Linked DNA regions of Mus musculus: regions 1, 2 and 3 are each linked to region 4. A link is a contact called in public HiChIP or PLAC-seq and promoter capture Hi-C data. All regions are on one chromosome and are shown on one strand. Each heading gives the region's core, a stretch centred on a gene start, on an enhancer-like site or on the middle of the called end of the contact. The rest is flanking DNA. Distances are from core to core; before and after follow the strand shown.

Evidence for each region. Promoter capture Hi-C pulls out the DNA fragments that hold promoters and counts their contacts. HiChIP or PLAC-seq counts read pairs in DNA pulled down with a chosen protein or histone mark. Capture Hi-C pulls out chosen DNA fragments and counts their contacts.
Region 1: a contact with region 4 is called in a promoter capture Hi-C map of liver, with 2.8 times the contacts expected there. The contact joins the promoter of Psors1c2 here to the promoter of 4833427F10Rik in region 4. A contact is called at or near these places in 9 of 39 promoter capture datasets (the 3T3-L1 cell line, the C10 cell line, the SN4741 cell line and 5 more), 1 of 115 datasets of contacts at active chromatin or transcription factors (pancreatic cancer cells) and 1 of 9 other capture datasets (pancreatic islet).
Region 2: a promoter capture Hi-C map of adipose tissue shows a contact between it and region 4. The contact joins the promoter of Abcf1 here to the promoter of 4833427F10Rik in region 4. A contact is called at or near these places in 1 of 39 promoter capture datasets (the HPC-7 cell line), 1 of 115 datasets of contacts at active chromatin or transcription factors (pancreatic cancer cells) and 2 of 9 other capture datasets (adipose tissue and pancreatic islet).
Region 3: a contact with region 4 is called in a FOXA1 HiChIP or PLAC-seq map of pancreatic cancer cells. The contact joins the enhancer-like site here to the promoter of 4833427F10Rik in region 4. A contact is called at or near these places in 2 of 39 promoter capture datasets (the C10 cell line and second pharyngeal arch cranial neural crest), 6 of 115 datasets of contacts at active chromatin or transcription factors (T-cell acute lymphoblastic leukemia, embryonic fibroblasts, embryonic stem cells and 3 more) and 3 of 9 other capture datasets (adipose tissue, liver and pancreatic islet).

The regions. Positions count from the first base shown.
Region 1 is chr17:35,531,944-35,534,643 of GRCm38.p6, forward strand. It overlaps Psors1c2 (psoriasis susceptibility 1 candidate 2 (human)), which reads left to right and starts at 1,258. Exons shown (of 2, transcript NM_020576.2): 1 at 1,258-1,351; 2 at 1,956-2,700. The coding sequence starts at 1,297. The coding sequence ends at 2,308.
Region 2 is chr17:35,968,300-35,971,010 of GRCm38.p6, forward strand. It overlaps Abcf1 (ATP-binding cassette, sub-family F (GCN20), member 1), which reads right to left and starts at 1,451. Exons shown (of 23, transcript NM_013854.1): 1 at 1,347-1,451. The coding sequence starts at 1,419. It overlaps Gm32655 (a long non-coding RNA gene), which reads left to right and starts at 1,486. Exons shown (of 2, transcript XR_385568.4): 1 at 1,486-1,706.
Region 3 is chr17:35,596,205-35,598,904 of GRCm38.p6, forward strand. No RefSeq gene overlaps it. Among named protein-coding and RNA genes, the nearest start is that of Gm41577, 9.0 kb to the left of the region's middle. Within about 2 kb of position 1,382, at least 12 of the 459 cell types and tissues checked have an H3K27ac peak or open chromatin away from gene starts, as enhancers often do. A contact at or near this core is called in pancreatic cancer cells, where this site is marked.
Region 4 is chr17:35,771,168-35,773,941 of GRCm38.p6, forward strand. 4833427F10Rik (RIKEN cDNA 4833427F10 gene) reads left to right here and starts at 1,283. Exons shown (of 3, transcript NR_045459.1): 1 at 1,283-1,744. Gm32409 (a long non-coding RNA gene) reads right to left here. Exons shown (of 4, transcript XR_876780.2): 4 at 2,657-2,774.

The DNA.
Region 1 (2,700 bases), core at 8-2,507, 240 kb before region 4:
GAGAGATGGCTAAGTGGTCCTAAGCACTGGCTGCTCTTCCGGAGGATCTAGATTAAAATCTTAACAACCACATGGAGTCGAACAACTGTTTATAACTCCAGTTCTGGTGGATTCAATGCCTTCTGACCTCCCTGTGCATCACTTGTATGTAAAACACTCACATTTTCTTTTTCTTTTCTTTTCTTTTTTTTTTTTTTTTTTTTTTTTTGGTTTTTAAGACAGGGTTTCTCTGTGTAGCCCTGGCTGTCCTGGACCTCACTCTGTAGACCAGAAAGAAAGGAAAGAAGAAAAAAAATCTGTGTGTGAGAGGAGGGAGGAAGAGTAACAATGGGTTAAAACCTTGGGAGCCTGAGGGAGATGGTCCAGGATCAAGATGGATGCTCTGGGGCCAGGGCTATCAAGTGGAAACCAAGTTTCCCTGATCAGCCATAAGTAGAATCCCAAACCGACCAGGTGGGGACAGATGTGTGGGGATTGGAGCTGTAGTCCAGACACTCTCAAGCCTTCTGAAGCAATCTCTCTTGGTGGTGGTGGTGGTGGTGGTGGGTGTGTCTTAAGGACCCTGATGCTCAGGGCCATCCTGAAGAAGGAAGATTTCTAGGGTTACAAGGGCAGGGGTGGGGGAGGGGAGCTCTTCCTGAGTCTTTGGTGTTGATGCAGTCACCTCTGCATGGGGTCAGGAACCAGGATATCCTGGCTTCCCGCGTCACCCAGGTGGCTCCCCCTGGAATTCCTTAGATGTCACTGCCTGGGAAGTTCCCAGTGACTGACTGAGGTGACATGCCAGAGAGCATGGTCCAGAGGGGAGTGGGGGGACGGAGCTCCGAGGCTGAGATGCCAGTCTAGAGGGTGCTTTCTGACCCAGGCGTCCCGCCTCTGCCTCTAATTACCAAGCTTCCCCACGCGAGGTTTGCCCCCATTTTGTGGCTTCCAATAACTATCACGGATGAAAGGTAGCCTTCCTTGTGATTATAAAGATGACAGGTGGGTCCTGATTCCTGCCGGGTGTGGATGGAGGAGGTGTGAAAACAAGGGTGGAGCCTCCTGGGGTCTGGGTCACTGATAGACCCGGCTGCCCCCGGCCCCCGGGACTGGGGGACAGAAAAGAGGGATGCTTACTGGCAGGTTCTTTGTAAACGGGTTTGACCAGTTAGGCTCTGGTAGGGATTCCTTAGGGTGCTGAGCTGGCCCCTCCCCACAGACTGGCCACCCCCTCTACCTCCTCTGCTATAAAGCCTCTTAGGTTCTCAAGCACCTAGACTCGGAGCACCCCGCCTTGGGGGCCAGTAGACAGCCATGATGCTCACCTGGAAGCTGCTAGGCCTGCTGGTCCTTTGCCTGTGTGCAGGAGGTGAGTCGTCAGAATAGGCCAGGAGCACAGCTGGGGTGATGGAGATGGTCGAAATGACCCACCCTTAGGGAGGGGACGCCCCCAGGAGGAAAGGAGTAAGAGGAACGCAGAGCAGAAGGGATTCTTGGAGTGTCCTTAGTGGGGAAGCTCAGGGGATTGCAGGCAGGGGCACCTTGATTCTGAATATGTTGCTGGGTCAGGTGGAGGGATGCGATAGAGTTGTGTGGAGTCACCAGGCCTAGGGAGTCACTGGGACTGAGGGCTGGTTATTACAGAGATGGCGCCTGAGTGACAGGTGGGGCCAAGACCACTTCCAGTGCAGACCACCCTGGGGGAGGTTCCAGTGGAGTATCCCAACCAAGGTTGAACAGAGAACCATTTGGAAGTATGATCGTGTCAGTGGTCCGGATGAGCCTAGGGCTTTCACACCGTGTGAAGATGGCCTCAGTGTTTGGGAAATGTATGGAGAGCACTTTGGGGGTCACTCTGAGATCTGTTTTGGGGCTCAGGCTGTGCTAGTCTAAGTGAGGCTCAACCTTTGGGTATGAAGCTGGGTGGGAAGTGTTCTGCGACTGTATCTCTTATTCTCCTTCCTCCTCTACAGGCATTTCAGGCAATGGCGACCCTTCTCCCGGATCTACAGACACCCACGAAGAGGAGGACTCCCCACCATTGCCTCTGGGACCCCCAATCCCTGGTGATCCCTGGCCTGGGGCGCCTCCTTTGTTTGATGAACCTCCGCCTCCAGGCTCCAACCGTCCCTGGAGAGATCTTCCTGACAGTGGTGCCTGGCCCCCAAAGCCCCCAAGCACTGATCCCCCTAAACCTCCTCTGCCTGATGACCCCTGGCCAGCAGGAACCCAGCCCCCAGAAAACCCCTGGCCTCCTGCCCCTGAGATGGACCATGAATCTCAGGAGGAGCCAGACCTTGACCCACCCCAGGAAGAGTATAGATAGGGGACCCTAGGGAACGTGAGCCTCCACAGAGCACACCAAAGCCCACCTTTTTCATTGGCTGCCCGCTTAGAATCTCAATTTTCCCTAATCCCTTAGTTCCCTTCCTCAGTCTCTGTTTGAATTGTGTTCTATGTTGGAAGTGTCTATGCTCTGCAACCCCCCCTCCCTCCACTTTGTGGTCCCTGTTCAGTCATTATGTTGTCCCTTCGCTTCTCTTGATCAGCAGAAAGCACACTCCTACCTCACTCAGCCTGTTCTTGCTTGTCTAGACCTGGACTTCTAGGCAGAGCCTGAGCTCTGTGCTCTCTGCTGCCCCCTGGTTTTCTTAGCTGGGAACTGACAGTCGATCAGGATGGTGCTTCCAATGGAAAAATAAAAGCCACGTTTTCTTC
Region 2 (2,711 bases), core at 201-2,700, 200 kb after region 4:
AAACTCCAGGTCCAGGATACCCAACGCCCTCTTCTGACTTTCAAAGGCACTGAATGTGTGCAGTACAAAGGCAAAGCACCCATACACATAAAATACTAATTTTTTGTTTGTTTGTTTTCTTTCCAGCTAGGAATGTTGGTGCACATCTGTAACACCAACATTCAATTGGCAGACTCACATGGATCTTTATGAGTTCCAGGCCAGCCTGATCTACATAGTGAGTCCCAGACTAGTCAGGCTGCATAGTGAAATCCCACCTCAAAGAACAAAACACCTTTTAATTAAAGGTATTTCTCAAGCACTACTACCTACTAATGGTCCACTACCCACTCTCTTATTTTGTTTTGTTTTCTTTTTCGAGATAGGGTGTCTCTGTGTAGCCCTGGCTGTCCTGGAACTCAGAAATCTGCCTGCCTCTGCCTTCCAAGTGCTTGGATTAAAGGCGTGCGTGCACCACCACTGCCCAGCTCACTACCCACTCCTTAAACTGCACTTTGATTAATAGAGTGACATCCTTCTGTACCCTTTTATCTGCCCAGTCTTTAGTTCTGCACCAGGCACTTGATTGACAGCAACTCTTCAGTCTTCACTTCCTTACTATTTCTTTGACACTTCTTACAAAAGTCACTGCCAGAGCCTAGTGTTCCTAAATCTATCCTGGCACACACCTTTAATCCCAGCACCTGGGAAGCAGAAGCAAGCAGATTTCTGTGCCTTGGAGGGTAGCATGGTCTACTGAGTGAGTTCTGGGACAGCTAGGGCTATGTAGAGTGATCTTGTTTTCTTCGAGGCAGGGCTTCTCTGTGTAGGCCTCGCTGTCAGGGAACTCGCCTTGTAGACCAGGCTGGCCTCGAACTCACTTAGATCCGCCTTCCTCGGCTTCCTGATGCTGGGATCAAAGGCGTGTTCCCCCAAGGCTTGGCTGAGAGAACGTCTTAAAAAAAAGAGACCTTTATACCACGCACAAAGCACATCGCATGAGTATTAAAGTAAACCTTGATCCTAGCCCTTGACATAAAGACAGCACCTAGTGCAGTCCAGCGGGACCGAGCCTTTGGAGTCCACGAAGGAGCTGTTGTTCTCTGGGAGGGAGGCAAGTGCAGTTGGGAGCGCACCACACGATTCAAGGCACGCTCCCTCACCGCGGTAGGAAAGAAGTCAACAATTCTAGTTCCTGTCCTGCCGTCCCTCCCTCGGTGACATATGGTCTTCCCGTCTCCCGTCCGCCTCTCTGGGCTCTAGGACGGCCCGGGGCACGCGGCCTCTGCCCCGGCGCACATGCGCAGGACCCACGCTCCATGGAGGCCGCCGCCGTCCCCGCCACTCCTGCCTCCTTCCCCACTCACCCGCGGGGCTCGTGCCCTCGCCGTCCCCGATCCACTCGGGCTCGGGCGGCTGTTGCTTGGGACCCTTCGGCATCGCGGCGGCAGTTAAGAGTCCTCCAGCGGCGCCCGGCGCCGTTTCCGCTTCCGGCGATGTGGGCCGGCCAGTGGGCGGGCTCTCCATGTAGGCTCCGCCCCGACCCGCGGAGGGTCTGCTGCGCAGACACGTGGGGCAAAGGGGCGTGGCGGCATTGCGGCTTTGGGGGTGTGGCCAGAGACGTCACCTACTTGACTGGAGTGGGCAGCGCGTCATGACCGTCCCAACGCCTAAGCAGCTGATGCTGCGACGCGGTGACACTCAAAGAAGGACATGGTAATTTCCAGGTAGGCAGAAGTAGACATCTGATTGTGTCATCCTAGCTGGTGTCTGGAACTCGCTGTGTAGCTGAGGTTGACCTCCAACCCAGAGAGGCGTTTGCCTTTGGCTCCGGAGTGCTGAGTTTTGTTTTGTTTTGCAGACAAGGTTCTCTGTGTAACACTGGCTGGCCTCTAACTCAGAAATCCGCCTGCCCCTGCCTCCTAAGTGCTGGGATTAATAAGGTGTGCGCCACCACTGCCTGGTAGGAGTGCTGAGGTTTGTCGACACACCCTGTTCTGAATCCTTTTTGTTGTTTAACCAGGGACTCACTGTGTAGTCTTAGGCTGCTCTGAAACTCACAATGTAGTCTTGGTTGGCCTGGAACTCCTAGAATTCCGCCTGCTTTTCTGCCTCTGGGAGAGCCAGGATTACAAGTCTGTACTATTATGCCTGACTGGCCACTTTATTTAAAACAGTACACCTCTTCAGTCATTCTTCACTACTTCTAATCCTATTTTTTTCTAATCCTACGTACTGTAAACTGTATTTAAAGACACCACAGCCAGTCGGCTTAGGAAAGTGTAACCTTACTCGCCCTTGGTTGACATGTCAATAAATATCCAGGTGTACAGATATAACCAAGGAACTCCACCCCAATAACTATTATGCAATGGAACCTGGAGTTTTGTGTGTGTGTGATAATTTTGTCCTAATTGACCTACTGTAATTGCACATAAAATGGCAAGCAATGAGCAGTTGTAAGTTTTGACAAACAAGCCCCCCCCCCCTTTTTTTTGAGACAGGGTTTCTCTGGGTAGCCCTGGCTGTCTTGGAAATCATTGTGTAGACCAGGCTGGCCATGAATTCAGAGATCTACCTGCCTCTGCCTCCCAGGAAGCATATACCTTTCAAACCACAATCAAGAGATGGCTGGCTTTAACGCTAATGACTGACAGGCATGGGGGTTTGGATGAGGGTTTCCACACCTGGGGCAGCTCCTGTCTTCAGTCATGCTCTTCTTTTCCTTATGT
Region 3 (2,700 bases), core at 132-2,631, 170 kb before region 4:
ATAAATTTAAATATAATATACATGTAAATATATAAATATATATTTATGCGCATTTGCCTGAGTGTATGTGTGTGTACCACATGTATACAAGCGCCCATAAACTCGATGAAGGTGTCAGAGCCCCTGAAGGTAGAGTTTCAAGTGGTTATGGGTGACATAGGTGCTGGGAACCAAACCCAGGTCCTCTGCAAAAGCAACAAATGCTCTCAAGTGCTGAGCCATCTCTCTCTCCTTTGTTTCTTGAGGCGGTGTCTCACATAGCCCAGGCTAGCCTCACACTCTCCTTGTAGCTGAGAATGACCGTGAACTTCTGACCCTCCTGCTTCTACCTTCTAGATGGTGAGATCACAGTACCCATCACCGTCCCTACTTTATACAGTGCTGGTGACCAAACTCAGGGCTTCTTGTATGTGACGTAAGCTCTCGACTGAATTACATCTTCCTAACTCTGTAGTTTATACTTGCCTCAGACTCACAATCCTCCTGCCTCAGCCCTGAAGTGCTAGGATTACTGTGTTCAGCACACCTAACTTGTGTTTGTATTTTTTAAAAAAGATTTATTTATCTTATTTTCTGTGTGTGAATACACTATAACTGTCTTCAGACACACAAGAAAAGGGTATCGGGTCCCATTACAGATGGTTGTGAGCCATTACAATGTGGTTGCTGGGATTTGAACTCAGGACCTCTGCAAGAGCAGTCAGTGCTCCCAACACTGAGCCATCTCTTCAGCCCTTTTGTTTGTATTTTTGTGTTTTCTTTCTGACTGCCACTTCCCCTTTTCTGTGCTCTCTCCCCTTCCCCCTTTGCCCTTTCTGCCTTCTCTTCAGCCTCTCAACATTCCTTCTCCTTCCCCTTCATCTTTCCTACAGTTTCTTCTTTCTTTTCTTTCTGTCTCTCCCTGTGTCTCAGCAAAGTTCTCTCTCACACCCCAAACCCACTCCTGCCTCCTTTCTACCCCAGTTCCCAATACTCCCTCAAATGCATCCTGTGGTGGTTTGAGTAGGAAAGTCCCTCATAGGCTCTGGTATTGAACACTTTGTCTCCAGTTGGGGTCGCTGTTGGGTAGGTTTAGGAGACTGACACTGGCAGAGGAAGTGTCCCTGTGGGTGGGCTTTGTTTATGACTTTACCCTCCTAGTTTGCTCCATCTGCTCTGTGGTTTTGGTTGAGGCTCTGAGCTCTCACATAAGACCAGCACACGATCAAGATAGTAGACACCCCAGCATGAATGGGGAGAGACTCGGGAGATCTCACCCCAAACTCACTCCATCTGAGGAGCTATTGTCAGCTGCTGGCTGCTGGTGCAGGTAGATGGTTCTCCTCTGGGGGTGTGGCCAATGGTAGATCATCCATGTTCCTTTAGGCAGCTCCTGCTTACTCAGTGAGTCACTGGAAAAATAAAGAAAATGTGAAAATATGAACGGGGTGTGCTGGGGTGTGCTGGGTGGACTGGGGTGTGTGTGGGTGAAGGTGAGGGGTTGTTTTGGGGTGTGAGGCATTGTGAGAGGGATATGTTGGCACAGAGGAGCTGAAAGTGGGTATGGTCAAGGTCCAGTATATACATGTATGTAATTATTAAAGAATAAATGAAAGCTCTGGCCAGAGATGTCCTGAAATCCTCATTTTTCTTGCTTCCTTCCCATTCACGCTGGGGATCCCCTGGCTGTGTGTGTGTTTGTTTGCTGGGGCTTGGTGGAGCTTTCTGGCCTGATTCTGTCCTCCATTTTCCCCTTGTTCAGTGGTCAACCTGCTCTTGGTTTTTGCTTTTGTTTGTGTTTTGTTCCGTACTCCTTATACTGCCCTGCTGGCTGGCTTCCTGTTATGGCAGGCCTAACTCCTGACTCCTCTGTGTGGCATCCTTAGCGCTGTGTTAACCCCACCGTTTTTCCTGTGCTACGCTTTCTAGCTCCACAATCTTTCTGACCCTCGTTGGCCGCGCCCTGGCTTGTAGTTGCAGCCTGTATTCTTGGATTCTTGTTTCTTTCCCCAAATTCTTCATGGTCCACCTGTCTCCTGCCTGTGAGCAGCCCCACCTCTGAGCCAAGTTTCTAGCCTCCCTCTGGGGCAGGACAATTGAAAAGCCTTGGGCACAGCCTGCCACTCATCTGTCTATAAACCTGTCTCTTTGCCCACACGGTGACCTGCAGGTCATCCCTGGAGCCTTCCCCGCCCTGTGTGTCCCGTCTCCCCATCTTCTTGGGACCTTCTCAGGCTCCAAGCAGGCTCTTTGTACATTTAATGCAAGGATGAAGGAAGGATGGAGGTCTTAAAATAAAGGTATGGCTGAAGAGGAGAGAGCTCTGTGACGAATCAGGTAGCTGAGCAATGAATCACTGCTTCAGGATATCATTTTATAAAACCCTTTACATTGTTCTTATTTTAACGCGGTAAAATTTACAACACTGTAATGTACAGATCTTTTTTTCCCCCCCTGTGGTTTTTCGAGACAGGGTTTCTCTGTGTAGCCCTGGCTGTCCTGCTGGAACTCACTTTGTAGACCAGGCTGGCCTCGAACTCAGAAATCTGCCTGCCTCTGCCTCCCGAGTGCTGGGATTATAGGCATGTGCCACCATGCCCGGATGTTGTTTTCTTCTTCTTCTTCTTCTTCTTCTTCTTCTTCTTCTTCTTCTTCTTCTTCTTCTTCTTCTTCTTCTTCTTCTTGTACAGATCTTAAATATTCATAAATCTTATGGTTTTT
Region 4 (2,774 bases), core at 33-2,532:
CACACACAGGGACCACAGTTCAATCCTCAGCACCCACATAAACATCCAGGGTGAGCAACATGAACTTTAAACCCAGTGCTGGAAACATAGAGACAGAAGGCCCCTTGGCTTGCTGATCAGGCAGCCTCATCTAATCTGTGTGCCTCAGGTCTCAGAGAAAGACCCTGTCTCACTCTGTGACTTTAGGTAAATTCCAGCATCCTCTGCCGAATTGGGTTGATAAAACTCCTGTAGGAGCGAGCGCTCTGAAGGCCTGCAGTCAGCTTAGCCGCTGTGAACTCCCAGCTTTGCCTAACTTCCCTGGAGTGTAAGCAAATACTCTCTAAAAATCAAACATCGGCCCCCGGCAATGTAGCAGGAGGACATTTTTAAGAAGCAGAGATGTTTGTTTGGTTTGGTTTTAAAAGACAGGATCTCTACGTAGCCCCAAGTGGCCTGAAACTTGCTTACAATGTAGATCAGGCTGGCCTGAAGCTTACAGAGACCCTCCCGCCCTGCCACCTGAGTGCTGGATTAAAGGCACTTACCTGCTTTTCATTTTCCTAAGCAACACTTATTTTTTTCTTCTAAGGTTGTTCCTTGCCCTCATTATAAGAGTCAGAATTCATGAAACACTTCTTTTCCCCTGGCTCCATGACTCATCAGGTGGAGGCCCTTGGCACCAAGTCGGATGACTTCAGTTCAGTCCTCCGTGCCCACACAGTGAGAGGCAAGAACCAACTCCCACACGTTGTCCTCCATCTTCCCTGCTTGATCCTGGAAACACACACATACACCCCTGAACACACACAAGCCCAAACACACACACACACAAGCGCACACACACACAGCTCTAGAGCTATCCTCCTGCCTCCGCATCCCCAGCACTGAAATTACAGGTGTATCCCAGCAGGCCCAGCTGCTCAGAATTTTTGCAGCTATAGTTGATGTGACCTGGCTTCACTCTTCTCAGTGACACAGTATGAGAAGCTGTGTCCAAAAACGGGCACACACCGTGCCACAGGCAGAAGCTTACCCAAGGCCTCCGCTCGAGCCTGGCAGAACACTCCAAGCTGTTTGCATACCTTGAATGCCATGGCAGCAAATCAAGGCCTGTCAGACACGGGGATTTATGGCAGACTATATAGAACATCGAGCTCTGGTCAGACATCTAGGAGACCCTTCCAGCAACAGGACGCCATACAAGGAAGCTTCGTCTCACAGGCTGGGACGTGGGGAGGAGTCAGAAAGGACAGTTTTGTTGCTCACCAAGAGGGAATCTCTGCCCTGATAGACATCAAGAGACAGGAGACAGAGTTTGCCATGAGAGTCAGTCTCATGGCAAGGGGTTTTTGGTAACATAACAAAGAATCAGAAACTTCAATGTACAAAAGAGCTTTTAATCAAAATGAATGGGGACTAAGGTTGGAACTTAGTGGATAGTGTAATCAATTAGAATGGAAGAAGCCCTGGGTTCAGTTCCCAGTACCACAAAAAACCAGGCATTGTGGTGGTTTGTATGTGCTTGGCTCTGGGAGTGGCACTATCAGAATGTGTGGCCCTGTGAAAGTAGGTGGGAACTTGTTAGAGCATGTGTATCACTGTGGGCAGGGGCTTTAAGACCCTTATCCTAGCTGCCTGGAAGTAAGTATTCTGCTAGCAGCCTTCAGATGAAGATGTAGACCTCTCAGTTCCTCCTGCACCATGCCTGCCTGGATGCTGCCATGTTCCCACCTTGATGAAAATGATCTGAGCCTCTGAAACTGTAAGTCAGCCCCAATTTAATGTTGTCCTTATAAAAGTTGCCTTGGTCACGGTGTCTGTTCACAGAAGTAAAACCCTAAGACAGGCATAGTGGTACACATCTGTAATGCCAGCACCTGGGAGGTACAGGCAGGAGAATCATTAGTTCAAAGTCATCTTCAGATACATTAGGAGTTTGAGGCCAGCCTGGGCTACACGAGACCTTATCTCCAGAAAAAGAAAAAACTGGATTTGAGCCATCTGTGACATTTTCAAGGTGCCTGACCCACACAGCTGTTTTACTTGACTGAGTCTTCAATACTCCTTTATTTACTGAACATAGTTCACATGTGTAATCCTGAGCAATTGGGGAGACAGTGTAAGAAAAGACAGAGATGGAAAGTTTGCTCTGTGTTAGAGATCAGCTTAGAGATGATCCTTAAAAGGTACCTCACACCTGCAATTCCAGCATTCAGGAGACAGAGGCAAGAGGATCATTACAAGTTTGGGTCCAGCCTGGGCTACACAGTGAGTTCTAGGAGGCTCACAACCATAGATAAGGCCAGCCCTCTTCGGGGCTCTGTGGGTACTGTATGTATGCATGTGATGCCGGTACATACCCACAGGCAAAACACTCACAGACATTAATTAAGAAAGGAAGAAAGAAACAAAGAAACAAAGAAGGAAACAAAAAGGAAGAAACAGCCGGGTGTGGTGGCACATGCCTTTAATCCCAGCACTTGGGAGGCAGAGGCAGGCGGATTTCTGAGTTTGAGGCCAGCCTGGTCTACAAAGTGAGTTCCAGGACAGCCAGGGCTATACAGAGAAACCCTGTCTCAAAAAAAAAAAAAAAAAAAAAAAAAAAAAAAGGAAGAAACAAAGGAAGAAAGGATCCTTCCTTACAAATCAATGAAAAATGCAAATATCTCTATTTATTTATTTTTGAGACTAGATTTCATGTAGCTAAGACTGGCCTGAACTCACTATGTAGCTAAGTCTGTCCTTGGACTATCTCTCCTCCTACCTCTACCTCTCAAGAACTGGGATTAGAG